Regions from separate parts of the Nothobranchius furzeri genome. Here region 1 is linked to region 2. The links are chromatin contacts, called in public Micro-C maps. All regions are on one chromosome and are shown on one strand. The core of a region is the stretch at or near the end of the contact, and the rest is flanking DNA. Distances in the headings are between cores, read along the strand shown.

Evidence for each region. Hi-C and Micro-C count contacts between places; a contact is called where the count stands out from the background.
Region 1: a Micro-C map of tail fin shows a contact between it and region 2, with 20 times the contacts expected there. The contact joins the promoter of LOC107381036 here to the enhancer-like site in region 2. A contact is called at or near these places in 2 of 2 Hi-C or Micro-C datasets (skeletal muscle and tail fin).

The regions. Positions count from the first base shown.
Region 1 is chr14:55,680,601-55,685,020 of NfurGRZ-RIMD1, reverse strand. It overlaps LOC107381036 (vang-like protein 1), which reads left to right and starts at 1,419. Exons shown (of 10, transcript XM_070544198.1): 1 at 1,419-1,759.
Region 2 is chr14:55,586,876-55,591,339 of NfurGRZ-RIMD1, reverse strand. It overlaps LOC107381036 (vang-like protein 1), which reads left to right. Exons shown (of 10, transcript XM_070544198.1): 10 at 1-1,674. Among protein-coding and RNA genes, the nearest start is that of LOC139062703, 13 kb to the left of the region's middle. Within about 2 kb of position 1,314, at least 1 of the 3 cell types and tissues checked has an H3K27ac peak or open chromatin away from gene starts, as enhancers often do. A contact at or near this core is called in tail fin, where this site is marked.

The sequences.
Region 1 (4,420 bases), core at 170-2,669, 94 kb before region 2:
AGCTGATAATCAAACTGAAGCAAACATCTCTACTGTGAACTAAATTTACTGTGTATCTTCATTCCTTTTGCCGTCCTTTTTCTTTTGATTTCTCCAACTGGGAAGTTAGAATTTCCGAGGAGAAAGCGAACGCACCATTAGCTGATAACAATGGTGGCAATGGAAGCTAACATATCAAGCTAACGTTATCTTAAACAGTTTATTTAGCTGCTGGAGCAGATTAAAACGACGATGCCTGACACTTAGATCATTGTCGCTGGTTTCATCTTCACCCAATCAGCCGTCGCATTTAGTAAAGCGAAGCCAAACTTTAGAGCGCGTTCATGTTCTCCCAGTCGGAAATTCGGAGTTCCTAAGAGAAAGCGAATGCACCATTAGCGAAACGGAAGCTAATATACCAAGCTAACATTATCTTAAACATTTTATTTACCTACCGGAGCAGATTAAGATGAGGATGTCTCACTTAGATCGTTGTTGCTGGTTTCATCATCACCCAGTTACCCATCACATTTAGTGAAGTGGACCCAAGCATTAGCGTGCGTTCTTTCTACCATGCTGCTCTGTTTACAACTGGCTCACAGGGACCGATGACATAACGCTCTTGTGCATGCGCAGCTGTCTAGGCTAGTTCTTGTTATGGACGGGTACCGAAACGAGGCACCGTTTCAAATGACGTGAATCGGTGCTCAGTCGGTACTGTGGAATTTGGTCGGTACCTTAAAAAGTACCGAATTCGGTACCCATCGCTAGAACAACGTGACACATTCATTGCTACGAAAATCAGCCAATCAAGGGAGTCAACCATCCTCTCTTGAAGAAGAAGCAAACGCATCCATTTTCAAAACAAAAGGCTTAAGTACCACAAAGAAAAGCTCTAGTCTAAATTGTCAAAGCTGATGCTAAAGCTGTTTCAAACCACTGTTCCTGGGCCGGCGCCATCTTTGTAGTTTTTCTCTTTCGCAGGTCTTGTGCTAAGCCTGGCCATTTCTCTACAAACATAAAGTGCAGTGATTAACCAAGATACGAAACTGTACAGAAAATCTTAATTTAACAACAAAAAAATATAAAGAACACTGGGAACTATTTCCTCCACAGAGACATGAGATTTATTATCAGTTAGTTAGAATACCAATTATTTGGTTGAGGGTCAGTTATTTGTTTGGCTAGCTTTGTTCCCCTTTATAAATGAAACCCTAGTTTAAAGCGTGACTTTTGTATTTAGCCCTGTTGTTTCTGATTCTAAGGTTTATTAATTATAGTCTGAAGAAACAAAGCAACTACTCAGCATATCTGATTTCTTGAAAAAAGTCAGCATTGGTATTGGCCATTGTCCAGTCCATATCAGTCTACACTGTTTTACTTCAAAAATCACTTAAAATAAATGCAGTAATTACAGGAAGTGTGGATTAGAACCTTTAAATGATTTTTTTATGATGTAATACTTTAAGTGGCTGTCTAAATTTAGTGTTTGACTAGAGAAACTCAGTCCCACTGCTGGTGCTGGCCAAATTCCTGTGATGATCACGCATCATTAATCTTCATTGTTCTTCTGGTGTTTGGAGAGGTTGTCTCGTGGTGTGGACGTCGCCCCCTGGCGCCTCGCCTCGGTACTGCACACAGAGAGGCTCTGCCCTCTGAGATTCCTGACACTGCCAGGGTGATTCCTCCGGTTACGGGCTACTTCCCACTGTACCCTGTCCCACTTTACAACCTCTGGCTAAATTATCAACCACAGGAATGATATCGCCACCGACAAAGGGTGAGTTATGCTTTATTATCGCCTGAGAGACTGTCATAGGGCAGATGCTGGTGGTGCCGACTCACTTGTGTGACGCTCACCCTCTTGGAGGTTAAACTGCTTTAATTTCTGAAGCTTAAACATGTAGGTTAGCATCTAGAGCAACACCAACATCACTTGCTGTTACTGTGTATTTCGTTTAGTGTGTGTTATTTTTAGGAAACACTTGGGAAAACGCCCTTTGCTGCCTACCTGTTTGAAACGAAATGCTTCCAACTTCATTTGGATGCCTTCAAACTGCGGACGGGACCGTAAAACCCGTTTAAACATATCAATGCCCTGCTGGGTCTGGTGTCCTTCCGTCCCAGTGAGGACGCATAATCTGTTTTTAAGGCTTCGCAGTCACACCGAAAGTCCAAACAGACAGCGAGACAAGAAGAAAAGTCAACTGTGCTCCTTCACGGTTGACCGGATCCGCGTGAACCCGGCTGGTGCTCCGCGGCTCAGCTGTTCACTGGAACCTGCGACAGGACCGACTCAACGCGGACCTGTGCGGCGAAAAATAACACAATTCATTTAACGGTCCCAGAAACGCGCAATTATCTAACAGTTATGTGCGTTTTGTGTCGTTACCAAGTCATTTGGATAAGCTACGAGGCGAGGGAACCGAGCGGGTGGAGGAGGAGGAGGAGGGGGCTCCAGAGGCCACGGTGAAACCAGGGAGTTTCCTGCTCGCGTGTGCGGGTCACAGGTAGGGCATAAGCGGCGAAACCTCCTCCTGTGCTCCGCTGGTCAACAAACTGACTCTGCCTGAAGTTTGAATCATCCCGGAGCCAAAAAGCCCCATGGGAAAAATAGGGTTTTGTGTTTTTTGTTGACTTTGTGGGTTGTGGTTCAAGGAAAGGCTGCTTTTCAGGGTTATTTATTAACAGGAGGTTGGTGCTGCCACAAAAGCGGTGAAGAGTTAGCTAACAGGTGCTTCTGGAGCAAATAAATAAATAAATAAAAAGACTTTCACCCTCACTAAACGGTTTACTTTTTAGAGCGGTGGTGGCAGTGCCATTATATGGGGAGGATTTTTATTAGCAAGTTTTTGACAACTGACAACTTGATTCATACAACGTGAAAATAAACTGATATTCAACTAAAACAACGATTTATTGGTTTAAATAGAATATTTTTTAATGTTTGACAATTTTTTAGAACACCAATTATAAATTTGCTGAGATTTTAGCACACTAAAATATTTTATCTAATGATGAATATAGTTTGTCAATGATAGTAATTAGGTTTTCCAAAATATGTGGAAGACGGAAAAAAAGTAAAATAAGTACTTTTTTTTTAAGATGTGATTACTGAAAGAAAATGTTCCCCTGCAGTGTTACACCTAGCCAAGTGTGTGGCACGGCGGTGGTAGTGGAATGGGTTGGGAGGGTTTTATGCCTTTAAGACAGCACCAGTTGTTTGGGGTTTTTGAGTGTTCCTGATAGAGTGTTTTAACCATTTTAACCTCATGAACCCTAGGCCTTTTTATGAGAAATCTGCTTGAAAATGGCATGCCCACATTTACTCTTATTGATGACTAAAGTCGTCATTTTAAACCCAATTGCTTGCTGTCACAATTGCATTTTTTTACTGGGTGGGCGTCGGAACGAGTCTCCTCACCGTAAAGCTCTAAAGTTGATCTTCATCTGATTATGTCACGTCACGTGATCAGGAAGCAGAAAATCCACGTATTAGCAGATCGTTTTGGGCCGCTGCTGTAAAATAAGCGAGGTGCGAACTGGAAAAGCTTCCCCTGCTCACATTGCGACAACGAATTATGAAAGAACGGATAACGCTAGAAACAAGCAAATTCTTCCTGATGTAAGAAGCGAGTCTACGCTTTGTTTTGGTAGTTTTGGTGTTGACATCATAGTAAAAACGCTGGCAGCCAGGGGAAACGGCTGGCAGATAATGAGTTAACGAGTATATATCTTTAAATCAAAGCTCTGTTTGATTGCTTTAGGTCTCATTTTAAAGTAAAATCATGTGGAATTTGTTGCGATGTGTAATTATTAGTATATGTGTCACTGATTAAGTGTAAATGGACATGGAACGTTGTAAAAAGTAGATATTTTTTCTTTGCTGCCTGAAAAAACGTGATTTCAGGATGAATACCTCTTTGGAAAAGCACAGCAGTAGCTTCACACCTCCTGTGTGACTCAGCACTGGTTTGATATTTGCCATTAAAAGGTTTAAGCTAAAACCTTTACGTGGTTGTTGCTGAGTCATTCACTAAATACACCTGGAGTGCAAACAGAGCATGAGATGTTGTGTGAGATTAAGTCTAAGGCTGTTTTCTTTACACGTCTTAACCATTGGGGGTGAAAACATTCTAGACCCGTTCAGCTGTTGATGGTAAATAACTGCAAACCAGTTGCGTTTAATAATCACAACTCATTCTTGAAAGCTGTTTTTTTTGACCGACCTCTGGCCAAGAATAGGCTTGCTACAGTTGCCTAGTAACCATGGGAGGGGGGAGGGGGGCAACAGGTAGAATGTAGCATAAGGTTCAGAGACATGGTGATAGAGACTTGTAGTTAACCCAGTCCCTCTGCTTCTAAAGCACATCAGATGGGTTTAAATCTGGTGATTCGGTGATAGAATTTCACGTTTGTGGTTATCTCGGTCATGGACAGC
Region 2 (4,464 bases), core at 65-2,564:
AATTACATAAGGGGTTCTGTTCAGATGTGAAGATCTTCAAAAACAAACAAAAAAAGTTCAGTTCGCTTTAAAAAAAAGTGTTTTTTTGCTCACCGCACCATGGTTAGAGAAAATCTAGAAGATTTTTTTGTGTCAAAACCATTAAATGTGTTGTTTTACCTGCAATGTTACAGCAGTAAAACAAAACTGTGCAAGAATAATGATTACTCAAACTGTCGTGTTTTTCTTTTAGACGCCAAATTTGCGTTTAAATTTAAAACTCGCACGAAAAGTCCTAAAAAAATTAGTAGAAAGCCGTAAAAATGTTAAATCCTCACCATCACTCAAAGTCTTGTTTTTTCAGCTCAGGAGACTGGAGCTGTTTTAGTAAAGCAGCAACACGTGTTTGTCTTGGCTCTGTTCAGACTAGCCGTTAGCTCATCACTCCTGCATGTCAAAAGGTAATTTCTCCAAGCTGAGGTTCTTCGAGAAGTTTTCTCCAACAGGATATGATCAGTTATACTTTATACACAGAAACGGGCTTCAGAATGGTGCAGAAAGTTTCTTAAGGTTCAGCTCAGCAGGAGAGGCTGAGCTCCTCCTGCTGAGGCTCGTGGCGTTACCACGGCAACCAGGAGGGCTAGCATTAGCCACCAACATGAGATGCTTTGAGTTGTTTGGGTGCATTTTTCTTCTCCAGGTGCCATAAAAGCAAAAACATCCCAGCTGTAGTTGAGGAGCACGGGATAAAACTGATACGGACACGTGCCCAAAGACATTTTGCCCCCTTTTTTTCACCTCTGCAGTTTAGTAATCCTCTCAGGGCTTTTGTGTCTGCTTCCGCGTCACCTGGAATAATACTAAAAAAACTACTGATTCACCAGATTTAGACACGCTGGGCCTCTGAGGTGTCTGCGTATAAAGCTAACGTCCATTCATACACCTTACCTCGTAGCCTCTGGGGGTGCTCCACATCCAAATTCTGCCTATGAAGGAAAAGATCTGGAGGCATACAGGGAGAAAAAGGGGAAATGTGGGATGAAAATGAGCATTATTGTGAATGAAGAGTGTAATGTCACATGATGTCGTCTCTCAGGGCTCACTGTTGCCACCATTCTTTATCATGATCAACAATTAGAGCTGCAGCAAGGTGGAACCTCCCTCCCAACTGGACTATCTGGTTTTCCTCACTTCACCTCCTTGGCTCGGAGACCATTCCTGCTTCGTTTGCATGATTTATTACATACATTTTTAAATAAAAATAAGCTAAATGACCCCATCAGCTCCATGGTGCCTGCTCTGGTAACTCACTTTTAAAAAATAAAAAAAATCTTTTGTCAGGTCATGGATCACAAAGTTAATTGTCCTCTGCTGCCCTCTGGTGGGTAAACATGTAACTGTCAGGTTATTTAATTTTTAAATGGTTTCTTTCTAAAAGAAAAATCAAAGATGAATTTAAAGAACATGTCGCTCAAATTTCAAAGACTTGTGCTTGATTTGGTTTTTCTACAAGCCCGATATGACTGTGCCTCCTGGTCGATTTGACATTTTTTTCTTACTCTGTATTTATGGAAACAAACACTGTTGCTGGGTTACAGGCCTCTGTCGCAGCTCGGAGTCTGGTGGGTGGATTTGTGATGAGGATGGATTGATTTTTGTAAGAAAAAATAAAAACTTTTTAGAAAGTTTGTAAAACTTTTGCATTAGTATCATTTAAGGTCATTTTTACCTCATCACCAAATGAATATTAAAGTAAAGAGGAAAATGCAGTTTTTGAGTCAATGTTTTATTAAAGAGCAAGTCACCCTCAAATCAACTAAACTAAATGAGTGTATAATTTATCTGTAGACACGTTCAGTCAATAACTCGGCACTTTAGTGCATCTTAGTTAAAATTTAAATAATCTGCCTAAAACTCAGCGATGCACCGTTGTCAGGCAAAAACTCAGCACTGCATTTGAATTTAAATCTGCCATCGCTATTGGCTAAGAGGTACACTATGATGTTCGATGGTACATTATGATGTCACAATGTTGTGAGTGTGTGTATTTGTTAGTGGCCCCGCCCTCTTGGTCTGCTAGGCAACAGCATTTGTTGCATTTTTCAAACAGGAAGTGGGAATTGAGTAAGAATCTGGCAGGGGGTGACTTGCTCTTTAAGATAAACATTCTATCCAGACCTGTGAAATAGCTTGTATTTGTATAGTGCCTTCTTAGAGTTGTACAACCCCCCAAGGTGCTTCACAACAGTCATTCACCCATTCACACACACTTTCACATGCTGGTGATGATGAGCTACAATCAGATTCAGATTTCAGATTTATTGGCCAAGTAAAAATTACATTTACAAGGAATTTGTCTTCGGTAGATGTTCGCTCTCTAAAACATACAACAACCATAATAAATGAGAATAAAAATACCTAAAAACACATAAGAACATGTATACCCACACACATGTTCATTTACGCACACACCTATATACATATATACATACCCACACACACACGCACGCACGCACACACACACACACATATCCATAAGCATACTGATTAAGTATTAAAAACTATAGTAAAAGGATGGTAAAATAATCTACAGATTCAGGAGAGAAATAGCTGAAGGAAAGAAACTGTTCTTGTGTCTGGTGGTTTTTGTGTACAGTGATCTATAGCGTCTGCCAGATGGGAGGAGATGGAAGAGAGTAGATGCAGGATGTGTGGCATCTTGGACAATATTCACTGCCTTTTTCCTGGTCCTGCTGATGTACAGTTCCTGGACAGAGGGCAGTTGGGCACCAATGATTTTTCCTGCTGTTTTAATTGTGAATGTAGCCACTGCTGCCCTAGGGCTCACTGACAGAGGCGAGGCTTGCCGTACGCTGGCACCACCAGTCCCTCCAACCACCACCAGGAGGCAAGGCGGGTTGCCCATGGACTCAGCAGCATCCAACAACCCGCTCTATCACCTGAGCCACTGCGGTCTCTTAACTGTGGTGAACTGCGTTATTTACACCATGAACACACGTAGCTGTGTTTTGTAAAACAATATCCTCTCTCGCCCAGCTAGGAAAAAACCCTGGGTACACACCATCTCGTTTTCAGTGAAATAATCAGGGCATTGTGAAGTACATTCGCAATGCCCTGCCGAGCCTGTAGGTGGCAGCACTTCCCAAAATAGTTTGCTCTTTGACAGAAAACATTATTTGGGTGTAAAATAAGGCCCAATCCCAATACTGCATGCCAGTTGTTTGTCCTACTTTTTTTAAACCTTTATTAACAACTTTCAAACAAACAAGCACTTGGCAAAATGTGGATCAAGGGTGCAAAAGGGTCGTGGTCAGCTTCCGCACTTGAGGACCGAGACACCTACGCACTCACACCCCTGGCCAGGAACACGCAATTGAAGGATGCAAAGGTGGAAGTGCGAGTATTGGGGCTGGGCCTTACTAGTTGGTGGGTATTAACCGTTCTTAATGTTGTCCTTCGCCTGTGGTCTTCTACATAGAGCAGTAACTGAGCTTGTAAAACAGGCAAGTCCAAACACACGTCACACATGTAAGGTGGGAGCACCAGTCGTCAAAGAGCGCATCTGCCACTACCACCCACCCACCCCCTTGGTCCGACAACAGCTGTCACACAGCGAATCGTGGATCTGCCAATGCCGAGTTTTCTAGGTTGAAAGATGACCAAATCATGGTAGAAGGACTTCCCTTTTCACCCAACAAGAAGCATCATTGTTGCTCTCCAACTCTGTGAAATCCAGCAAAGACTGATTGAAGACAGTGTCTCTTTTAAGTATTGACCTTGTCCTCCAACACAGTTACCCAGACACAAGTGTTCAGAGAATCAGCGTGTTTTTCCCACGATGTTTGGCAAGGCTTGGGTGCTTTCATTTGTTCTGTCCACACAAAATTGACCCTTTAAAGACTTTTCTAAGATATCATGTCAGTGGCATTACTGATCAACTCCAAAAGGTGCCCACAGTAACAGAGATGTAAAAAGATGGGACAATGGATGCTTGCTTTGTTGTTATACCCAACAAAGGCAGAGGTGAATGAAAGAAAACGTCTTCTCAAACTTTTCTTTTCCTTTGAATATTTTCTAGCAACTCTTCCGATTATAGAAATGTTCATTGTTTGCAACATCTGCTAATATCATTAGCCACTGAGTTACCACCAATCAGCAGTAGTTAATTACAAGTCCCATTCAGCAACTCTACCAGGCGAAGAGCTCAAGGCAGGTACTTGGTGTCTGACCCTGAAAACAAACTGACTCCTCACTTTCTGAGCCACGGGGCAGAGCAGCAATGTGTCAGAACTCATCTCTCTTCAATCCAAGAAGCTAAAATGAACTTTTTCTGTAAGGGTGGTTAGAATCAGACTGATGGTGGAGGGGTCATGGTTTGACCCAGCTAATGCAGGAGGTAGACTATTATCATGCTCAGCCTGTGTGGAAAAAAATTGTGACTGATTTTTTTTTTTTTTTTTCAAA